Linked DNA regions of Arachis hypogaea: region 1 is linked to region 2. A link is a contact called in public Hi-C data. All regions are on one chromosome and are shown on one strand. Each heading gives the region's core, a stretch centred on a gene start, on an enhancer-like site or on the middle of the called end of the contact. The rest is flanking DNA. Distances are from core to core; before and after follow the strand shown. Region 1 holds the start of LOC112715527 (transcription factor HHO2). Region 2 has its middle 5.8 kb from the start of LOC112715526.

Region 1 (6,100 bases), core at 2,549-5,048, 140 kb before region 2:
TAATGCTATATAGCGACAATTCAAAGTTGTCAATTATAAACAGCTTTGCAAATAACTAAATTAATCGGAATTATATAAGGCGAATTTCCTTTTTTTGTTTTTTACCAAGTAGAAAAATATTGAAAAATCCTCTTTTTTGTGTCACTAAATGTGGATTAAAATAGCATTTTTTTTCTTTCTAAAAATTTAAAATTGAGGTTGGAATACACGTGTAACTTGTTCTCCAATTCTGTGTCAAGCCAATTAATACAATGTCACATCGATGGCGAAATATCTTGATTTTAATGTAAACCTAGACTCTCTTTTCCATCCCCATAAATTATTAAAGGAAAGTTATCTTGACAATTTGACTATATTATGAGATAAGGATAAAAAGGTTCGGAGAGTAGCAAATTGAATTGATCATCAATCAAGGCCATCTTGTCAAAAACCAAAGCCAGATAACTATTGGAGGTGCTATTTGATTTGCAATAACAACCTGAACTCAACATATTTGGCCTGAAATCATTGAATGCCAATATATGGTGTTTGGGAAAGAATGAACTGCTTGATGTGGAGGAAAAGGATTTTTAATTCGTAGTCTCATAAAACCTCAAGTAGCAGTAGTAGTATAGAAGGAAAACTAAGCCTTCAAAAATGTTCGAATAGCCTCTCCGTTGATCCTCCCCATTTCTCTTTTTCTTTTTTTTTTTCTTTTATATATCATCATGTCATGTATTATTCTCTTAACTTATATAGTGGTAAAAATCACCTCCTCCCATGTATACTTTTATCTGCAAAATTCATGGTGGAGAGTAGTATTTTTTCCTCTTTTTTTGTATACTTTTTTCCTATACATCAACAACTTTTACTTGTTTGTGATGAGTGTGGCTTTTCCAGCTATAGCTTTCTGATTTTGCATCTTCATCATCTTCCATGCTGTCATCAGCCTCAGCCGGGGACGTTCCTCCCCGAGATCTGGTGGCTAAATGCAGGGGGCTCTGCGGCGAACCGGAACCAGAGCTACTACCCTTTGATGAGTCATTGCACTGATCTTGCCCTTGTGACATCCACAATCCTCCAAGAACTACAACAGATTGATTATGATTATGACTATGGTTACCACTTCCAGATGGAACTCTTCTTGTATGAAGCCGGTATTTCTGCAATAATAATAGTCATAAAAGAAACAGCACATTAACATCCAATCCAGACTTTCTCACATCATAGGAAGCTGCAATATCGTTTGATATATGTAACGGACTGCAGTTAACCTATTAACTTAGATTGTATTTGATAAGGGTCTCAAGACAGAAAATACAAAGAAAACAGAAACAAGACAGAAAAGTTCTCTCTCTATTTTTGTTCCCAAACAAAGACATGTTGCCTTTTTTCTCTTGTCTCGTTTTTCAAACAGGTTTGTGTTTTTCACTTTTTCTAGTATCTCTCTATAAGTATGTTATCAGAGTTACCAAACGGGACCTAAGTGATGTAAGGTTTAGTTGCTTTTTTCCCATAATTGCCTCATCCCCAAAACAAAAATAGACACAACAAAATTGGAATAGCGAGAACTCACTTGTAAATGGCTCTTCACTTCATCGTTTGTGAGTCCATCAACCTGCATGAGTTCTCTAATCTGCTTTGGTGTTGCCACTGAAATATACAGAACCCAGAAAACCTTAAATCAGACAAATCAACCACACAAGATTTTATACGATTAAGAGCTACAAATTTGCGTTTACATAGATTGACATATATAAATGATATAATATGATCTATATATAAACATACGTAATCACACAAAATTCCCATATATATCTGTTGCCTGATCTAACTTCAATCTAAGTCACAGTTTCACTCATAAATCCAACACATCAAATTCGTATATAAATTGTAGCATCAACTCCCCAAACTTAAAAAGGCTTTTAAATGCAGTTTCCAAATCAGTACAATATTTAAGAGTCTTCCACTTCATTACCAAAAGTAAAGTAACACAATAACAACATTCCTAATTCAAGCAAATCAATCATAGATCACAATTCACAAACAATAGTACTACTATATCTAACAATGAAAAATTAAATACTGATTGATCATCATGAATTCACGACTAACCTTGAGAACCACCAAGCTTTTGCAACGCATTGACAAATCGTCGGTGCAGCTCCGGGGACCAGCACCTCCTCTGTTTCCTAGCAGTCTGCTGAGGCTGAAGAGGCATCATGGCAGTGCGGTGTGCAGCCGCCGGAGGAGAAGACGTGGAAACCGGCCTGTTGTTGGAGCTGGTTCTGGATCCACTCGAACCAGAACCTTCCCTGAGAGTCTTCACTCCACCACCAGCAGCAGCAGGGGTCAACAGAGGAAGCCTATTAATAGCACCAATATCTTCCTTCTCTTCTTTGGTTGCAGAGAGAGCCACAGTAGTGACCGGCACTGAACAAGAAGTGTATGAAGTAAAAGGCATAAACCCTCTTCCTCCATTATTTCTAACATTGCTATGAGATTGAAAAGGATTCTCAACCACACATTCCTGATTCTTCTGTTAACACAACACAAACAACTCTATGTTAAGATCACTCACTAGGCCTAAAAAAACAGTGTGCGTGAATTTTAAGTTATTTATTACTGTTTATTTACCTTTGTTCCGAATTTATGATGATGATTTTGGTGATGGTGTTTGTGATTATTATCAAAGGCATTATTATTATTATTATTGTTAAGTGTGGTTGAAGAAGAAGCGTTCCAGAGCTGAACGGAACTCATCCAACTCATCTTATCTCTGCATTCTTTCTCCTGTCGAATATTGTTATTGTTGTTGTTATTATCATTATTATTATTATTATTATTATGTTCTTCATCGTCTTCGCTATGATCGAACTCTCTCTTCAAAGGAATGAACACTTCCAGCACTGGCTCAGATTTACGCTCACCTTCACTGCATTTCTCCAATTCCTCTTTCAGTGCCACAATTGCTGCAACCAAACAAAGAAAGAAATAAACAAATAAATGAATAATTTGAAAAGCCTAACGAAGAAAGAGGAGAATCGAAGGAGGAAAGAGGAAGAACCGTCGCTGAGGAGGAGCATGGAGAGAGGAAGCTCGCGCTTGAAGGCGTGGATCTTGTTGTATTCGTCTTCCAAGTGAGAGAGGAAACCGTTGATCCTGGATTGCTTCTCAGATGCGGTGATTCCCGTGGTTGAAAGCGCGGAGAGGAAATCAGTTATGGTTTTGGGAATGAAACTCGGTGTTGACGGTGGTGGTGGGGGTGGTGGCGTTGGTGCTCTAATGTCTAAGCTCAGTTCTGCAGGAACCGAACCCATTCTAATTCGATCTTCTTCTTCTTCTTCTTCTCTGTTTGCGGTTGGAATTCAATTCAGATCGTTTGATTGATGAGAGTTTCAGAGACAGGGAAAGAAAGGGAAATGGCGAGCGAGGAGAAGTTGGGGAAATGGGAATGGAATAAATATTGAATGACTCTGTGTGTTTTTTGTGTTATTCTGCGACAGATTATTCTTCTTCTTATTTTTTATTATTATTAATTAATAATTATGTTATGTGATTGTGAATGTGAATGTGAATGTGAATTTTATATATATACTAATGAAATAATACTTTTATTTTGATAAAGAAAAAGGAGTAAGTGGGTTGGATTGGAAGGAAGGCAAATTTTCAGAAACGCGAAGATTCTGCGCAAACAAGAAACAATGAAAGAGAAAGAGAAAAGGAAAGCATCCACGGAGTTTTATTTTTTTTATTTTTTATTTTAAATAAAAAAGAAAAAGTCACTTTCGGGTCCTCGCGTATTTCATCCTATTGATCACTGTTCCCACTCTCTAAACCTCATTCATATTGTTTTTTTTTTTTTTCCCATTACTTACTGTTTTCTCATTCATGCATTATTTGACTAAACTACTCGTGTTAAGAATCAGGGAGCTTATCTTATCACTCTAATCAAATTCTACTTCATTACTGGGGTTATATTTGTAATGAAGTAATATTCTGGATAATTAATGTACGGGTTCTTTGACTAGTACTATTCTTACTTGATTTTATTATTAAATAACCAATATAAATTACAGTAAGAGAATTTATAGGAGTATATATATTTCCTATGAAGACTAATTTCAGAGAAATTACTTTTGGCATGATTTTGACTTATGATTTTGTTTCTTACATCTTGCACTTAAATTTTGCCACAATAATAATGCTGCTTCATGCATCTGTCAGTTTTGACTATGAGCTGCCTACTATCTATAAACCATTATGACCAAGCTGAGTAGAATTGTATATATGGCAATTTTCTAGTTTTGGTTCATTTTTAATTAAATAAACTCTGTAAAAGACTTATTCTACTCAAAGTTATACATTATTGAAGGAAAAACGATGGGTTTTTTTTTTTCAATTCTTATAGATACAGTAAATTTGAGTTTTGTTCTTAATATTTTTTTAGCCAAAGTACCGAAAATAGACCGAGTACTAAATCAATAGAATTAGAAATTTAAAAATTTTAGTATTTATATATAATAAAATAATATATTATGTATAAAATATATATTATAAAAATAATTTTTTTATTATTTTAAATCGATTAAGTATTAAAATTATATCGGTTCAATTGATTAATCAATTTTTTTTATAATTTTACCAATTCGGTATCAACTGATCTTTTACCTAAGTCGAACCAGTTTAATAATTAGTTATCGATTAATCCGATTAAATTAACCATGCTTTTTGCTTCTTTTAATTTTTTTATTTTGATTTAATTTCCAACATTTGAATAATCAATGCTCTCTAACAAAGTTAAAATTCATTGCGATATATATAGTTTCATCATATATTGCCAATTATATTTAGTTTAGTCTATGAAATTTGTTTCAAAAACTTCAAATTATTATCACGTAAAAGATTTAGATTTAGACCAAATAATTTAAATTAAATCATATAAAAAGTTATTTTTTAATTAATTAATTTTTATTATAAAATTGTCTTTTTAATTTTCATTTTTAGAGGATTAGAGTTAGAAGGTTAGATTTAGAATTTATAATTAAAGTTTAGAATTAGAAATATACATAGCTCCTATTTGTTAGAAAATATTAGATTCCTTCTAATTGAACTCTTCTTTAAAAGAGTAGACTTTAACAAAAAAATATTCCTTCTAAAAAACAACGTGAAATTTACAAATTTTTAAGGAGCCAATAAAAAATACGAAAGAAAATTTTTTTTTTTATCACAATTATATTAGTTTGATTAGAGTAGTTCAAATATATGTCTAATAAAGTGGATTATACTCGAAATATATCAGCCTCTGTCTAGCAACCTTCACTGCAATGTTGTATGCAGAAACATTGCATCTACAAAAACATCCACTACAACCACGACCATCTGGAGAGTCAATACTCAATAATAGCAATATTAAGAAGCAATAATCCAGATTATTGGGAACGTTCTACACTTTGCGATTGAAAAATGTGACTTTATTAAAATATTTCATGAAAATATTGTGAAGTAGATAAATAATTAAAAATAAAAGTAAATGGGAGGAAAATTTTTTAAAGAAATAATTTCTCTACTACGAAGCCCTATTTTTACAAAATATTGCTATACAAGCTTAAGAGATCATTCGGGTTATGCGAAAAATAAAAAAGATGTATGATAGATGAAAAAAATGATACTAGGTAAATATGGTGGCAAAGTCAGGACTCAATATATATAAGAAGTAATCACTTATATAATGAGTTATTATAATTTTTGCACTAGTTGGGTCAACATCTAACACAAACAAAAAAATAGAGGAATCCTTAAATACTATTTAATAAACTTGCTTTTTAAAATTTGTTGGTTGAAATATTCTATTTTCGAAGAATATTGAGTTTGGAGAGTAATAAATTTCTATTTCAAAAAATGAAGGATTACATCGTGATAGATTTATCAAAGAATGTAAAGTAATAGTCAGTTGATATATTTAGTCAAGGAGTGACGATTGGATTTTTGACGGTTCAGAATTTCACTAATGAAATCTCGTTGTAAAGTATAGTTTCTAAACCAAACAATAATCCTTTCATACAAAAAGTTGTTTGTCACTAGTACAAACCCCTGAAATTTATAAACCGAAGTATTCAAA
Region 2 (5,607 bases), core at 397-2,896:
TTTTTTTAAAATGTCTAGTGATTGAATTTCACTTTTTTTTTATGTAAATTCTAAATAGTTATTAAAATGTTCTTACAAAAGTTTGAATCAAATACACAAAATATTTATCAAATACAAAATTAATTTTTTTTGAATATTTTGTTTAAGATTTATCTATGATTTATTTTTTTTAAGGTTTTTTTATCAATGACATAAGCTTTCAGTACTATTCTAGTCATTAATTAAAAATGCAATGAAATAAAATCTACATCTGTACAAGAAACTTAATCAGTGGAATGGAAAAGAAGAGTGGAGATTGGGGGGAACATAATGACAAGAGCTAAAAACTAAAAACAGATTCAATAATAAGGTATAGAAGTTATGGAAAAAACTATCAAAAAAGTCACTCCATTTAGAGGTGATAAGAGGACAAAACTTGTCAGATAAACTTGTGTTATTCACTAAAAGAAATTGGTCGGATAATAAATTTGAGACTGCTATAATAAAAATACCCACCTAATTCACACCACTTAATTAATAGATTTTGGTGGAGGTGAGGCGAGCTTGTTTGGCGGGCCTATCATTCTATATTTTTTAATTTTGACAAAAAATTACTTAGGCTCATATTAATTTTATTTTGGACAATATTAGTTTTATTATTTTGTTTCAAAAAACTTAATTAATGATTATGTTTATTAGATATTTAGAATTATAAAGATTTTAGTATTTATGAATTTAAAAATTATAATTTTTTATAATTATGTTTAATTATAATTTCAAAGAACTTAATTTGATAATTATATTTATTTTGGATAATATTTTTTTATTGAAATGTTTGTGAAATTATATATTTTTTAATAATTAACAGTTTAATAATTCTTTAAAAAAAAAGAATTGGCAAATTTAGTCCACCAAGCTACCGTTAAACGAAAAAGAATAGAAATTTAAAATCCTCTCATTAATTAGAGTCAGACAGACTTTTAATAGGATGGGATTAGATAGCCTATCCATCCCTAATTCCATCCCACAGTTTTAATATAGAACTATTAAAATAGAAGAACACATATAAAAAAATAATATAACATTTGAAAATTATGCAAAATTTTGCAAGTAAATAGAATTACTTTTAAATAGTAATTAAATTAAGTGAATCATTAAAAACAGGAAACTAGATACTCACAATTTTATATGTTTTAAAATTTGATAGACAAATTGAAACAGAGAATTTTTTTATTTTAAAAATATTTAGATAATTCAATAATACTATATGTACATTAAATATTCTTGATATTTATATAAAAATATATTTATTATTAATTAATTTTTTATTTATAATATTTTTAATTAATAAAACAAAAAATACATATTAATTATTAGAAAATATTGATATTTAACTACAAAATATTATATATACATTAAAATTAGTGATTATATATTTATATATAAATATTTGTATAATTTAATATAATTTAATTTATTTTAATATATATTTTAGATTAATAATTAATTTTAATGTATCTATAATATAGTTGATTAAAATACTATCTACATATTGTGGGTAATTAAGTAAAAATAGAGAGAAGAAAAAGAGAAAGAAAGGAACGAAGGATGAGAGAGAGAGAGAAGTATATATAATAAGGTGACGGTGGCAAATGATGAGAGAGGTAAGTCAGAAGAGAAAAGGGGAATCGGTTCGCCGCATATCAAACGGCGGTGAGCAAAAAGGGACCACCACCTTCCATTTTAAATTAAATAAGATTCTCATTCTTAATCTTAATAGCTCAATCATGCCTCCTCCAACACCTAATTTTGTCCTTTTCTTTTTCTCTTAACCTCATCCTAATTCCATCGCCCACTTCCTCCCCTTAGCTTCTTTCATACTTTATTCTAGGATTTTTTTTATGTATTCTTCTATAATAAACTTATTTTACAGTTTACACATTTTTAACTGCATATACAATTAGATTTATTATGCAATAATATATAAAAAAATAATTTATTCGCTAATTTTCAAAGAATATCAAAGTAGTTATCTTATTAATTTTTTTTCCAATAAACAATTTTAAAAATATTAATTTTCAGACATCACACATGCATACGCTAGAAAAAAGAATTTAAAATGACATTTATATTAGAGCAATTCTTTAAAATCGTCGTAATATTCAGATATTATGACTTTTTTATTATCTCCATAATTGACTTGTATTTAGTGGCGATTCTGATGATTATGACAGTTTTGAACAAAAAAAGAAAGTATATTACCAGATTTTATCAAATTTTTTTGTAATGACAAAACCAAGATTAAGAAGATTTTGAATCTTCTAAAATATAAAACTTGATAATGTAGAAAGAAAATGAGGCTTATTACTTGTGAATTATATTATTATTCGTTAGTACTATTATGTATTTTTTTAAGTGTAAACCAAATAACTGATGTTGCAATAATACAATGTAAACTTTGTCAAAAACAATCTACTAAAGTAAAATAAAATACTTAAACAAGCATTACTTTTGTTTGATTGACTTGTAGAGAAGTATTTGATAGTCTCCTTATAGGGGAAGGGAGTGAGTATGCGTGTTAAATTGGAGATGACCTTATGAAACATTATTATTATTATGGTAACCCTTTTTCTTCAACATACGGCAGAAAATGCAACCCACATGTTGAATCCTAAGTTGATAAAATCATGAACGGTCTTAATTATCAAATGGGGTGGCATTACATGCATTTTCTGCCAACCACATTCACATGAGCTCTAAATTAAGCTCAATGTTTGACAATTATACACATCTTCAAAGCATAGAAGCATTCCACGACCCAAGAAAAAAGGGCAAGAAAGTATGGTGCTATGAGTACTTTTTATATGGACCTTCAATTAACCCCCTAAAGCCGTAGTTTTGATATCTTTGATATTTATAGGTGGTGCTAGTTATAAATATTTGCACCTAAATACAGTGCTGGACGATATTAATTCAAAGTTCAATACATTGCATATGCAAAAATACAAATATTTTATAACAAGTTCATATATGATATATCTATTCGTTCAAAATAATTTTGCACATACATTCAGTTCAACTGTATTGTTTCACAAAGAATTAGAAAAAAAAAATGACACTAGTATAAGTTTAAATAAACATCACATTATTAATTTTTTTTCACCGAAATAACATTATATAAAAGTCACTGTTGGGTAAGAAAATTATACATTCTAAATCATAAAATTTCACATCAATACATAATCATTTGATATATATTTTTTATAAATCAAAATTGTCAAAAAAATAGTACTAGATGAATAAGTTATTGATCAATCAAGCTTCTAACCAAGTGTCCCTAAAGAATGAAAAAGTCAAAGTTCTTCTTTTTCCTATTTTACAATAGGTTTAATTTTATATTAGTCTTTATAATTTTATTAAATTTGTAATTAAGTTTTGATATATTTTTTTAATTGGGGCTCTTCATTATTTTTAATTTTATAATGAGGTCTTTTTTAGTGCAAAAAAATATAGTTAACTAAAATATTTTTTTGCAAATTAAAGATATCCACAATTAAAAATCTAATTAGATATTTAACCACATATTTTTAGAAGAAATATTTCCTTAATTTTAATGTTTTCAAAATGAAGAAGATCTAATTATAAAATTAAAAACAATATAAAGATTCAATTAAAAAATATATATAAAAATCTAATTACAAATTTAGTAATACTATAAAGACCAATAGAGTAATTTTAAATATTTAGTAAAGTATTGTTTTTGTCCCTAACGTTTGGGGTAGATTTCAAAGTTGTCCATAACGTTTAAATCGTCCTATTTAAGTTCCAAACGTTTTAAAATCATCTCAATCTTGTCTTGCCGTTAGTGATCTGTTAACGGAAGGTAGAACAAAATTGAAGCAATTTTGAAACGTTAAGAACTTAAATAGGACGAAAATATTGGGAACAAAATCGATACATTACTCTTAAAAGAATTACAAAATCAAGTAAAATGATAATGAATTTTAACGGAATGAATTGCATTACTAGTTTAATATTTTTACTCATACTTGTAGAACGACTAATATATAAACTTTCGAAAAGAAAAAGAAAGAGTATAATAAAATATAAATTATATCTTTTTATCTCTAATATACCAAACTTTTTTAATGTGTAATTTAATTTAATTTAATTTTTAACTTTTTAATAAATTTTAATTTTTTTTCAATAATTTCAATTTTTTTCTAACAAATAATTACTTAATTTTTTTAATTTTTCTTTTAATGAAAGATAAATTCACTCAGACAAAAATAATGTGAGTAAAAGTAAAATTAAAAAAATAATTGAATAATTATCTATCGTAAAAAAATTGATATTATTGGAGAATAAAATTAAAAATAAAGTTTAATTAAATTAAACATTAAAGAATTTCGATACATTAGAGACAAAACGTACAATTTATATTCTATATGTATCATACCTATTTTTTTTCTTTTTCACAAGTTTATATACTAGTCATTTTACAAACATTGAGTAAAAATTTTTAAGAGTAAAATTATAAAAAATAAATTTATTTAGAATGACAGTATTGTGATTAAGTATAATTTACTTAGATGTGATTGAAAAATAATTAAATAACTATATACCATAAAAAATTAATATTATTAAAGGATAAAATCAAAATTTATTTCTATGTATTATTTTTTCTCTAACATTTTCGTTCAATTTAAATCTTTAACATTTTAAAATTATCTCAATTTTGTCTTGTCATCAATTCTGTTAACAAATCCCTAACGACAGGACAATATTGAGCCAATTTTAAAACGTTAAGGACGTAAATAGAATAATTTAAACGTTAGAGACAACTTTAAAACTTACACCAAACATTAAAAACAAAAACTATATACATTATTCTTCTTACTTGCTACAAATTTTTTTCTCAACATATCTCTTCTTTTGTTATTTATCCAGAAACTTTGTATTTTATTTAGAAATTTCTGTATTTTTTTTAAATTTCTTTGGTACAAGAAATTTCTATATTTGTTTTTATAAAATTTCGATATTTCTGCTATTAAAAAAAAACTTTTTAGAAACTTAATTAAGACTTAGTTATAAAACACTTGTTTATCCAGTATCTTTCTTGACAAAAACAAAAAAATTTAACAAGTGCATAAATATGAATTGTTAAATAATAATCTTATGGTTCAATTTTTACAAAATGAATTTATAAAAAAAAAAATCTTTATACGACTGTATGAATAGCATAATTAACCTCAAACATTATTTATAAAAAGAAAAAACCTCCAGCATAAATCCAATAAAGTATATTAACACAAGTAAATTAACCTTTTCTCAATCGTAGTGATCCATAGTTCCATACAACTAAAACTTCTGATGCAGAATATATAAATTTCAGCAACAAACGTAAAAAGAAAGGTCGATGCAAAATAGAAACACAAGGATCAGAAAGTATTCAAGGAATTACGATAATGCGAATATATACCCCTAACTTGAAAAAGCCACTATGCCAGACACCCCCAAATACGTCGCATTACAAATATTCCATGACCATGATTTATGATCGAAGAGCCCCCCCATGTGAAATACAATAACAGACAATAAAAGTAAAGAGATTCTGATCAAAAGACA

Evidence for each region. Hi-C and Micro-C count contacts between places; a contact is called where the count stands out from the background.
Region 1: a Hi-C map of leaf shows a contact between it and region 2, with 2.1 times the contacts expected there. The contact joins the promoter of LOC112715527 here to the enhancer-like site in region 2. A contact is called at or near these places in 2 of 8 Hi-C or Micro-C datasets (both in leaf).

What each region holds. Positions count from the first base shown.
Region 1 is chr10:31,707,652-31,713,751 of arahy.Tifrunner.gnm2.J5K5, reverse strand. It overlaps LOC112715527 (transcription factor HHO2), which reads right to left and starts at 3,798. Exons shown (of 5, transcript XM_025767304.3): 1 at 3,047-3,798; 2 at 2,617-2,951; 3 at 2,095-2,518; 4 at 1,556-1,632; 5 at 638-1,142. The coding sequence starts at 3,299. The coding sequence ends at 831.
Region 2 is chr10:31,564,675-31,570,281 of arahy.Tifrunner.gnm2.J5K5, reverse strand. No RefSeq gene overlaps it. Among protein-coding and RNA genes, the nearest start is that of LOC112715526, 5.8 kb to the right of the region's middle. Within about 2 kb of position 1,646, at least 1 of the 3 cell types and tissues checked has open chromatin away from gene starts, as enhancers often do.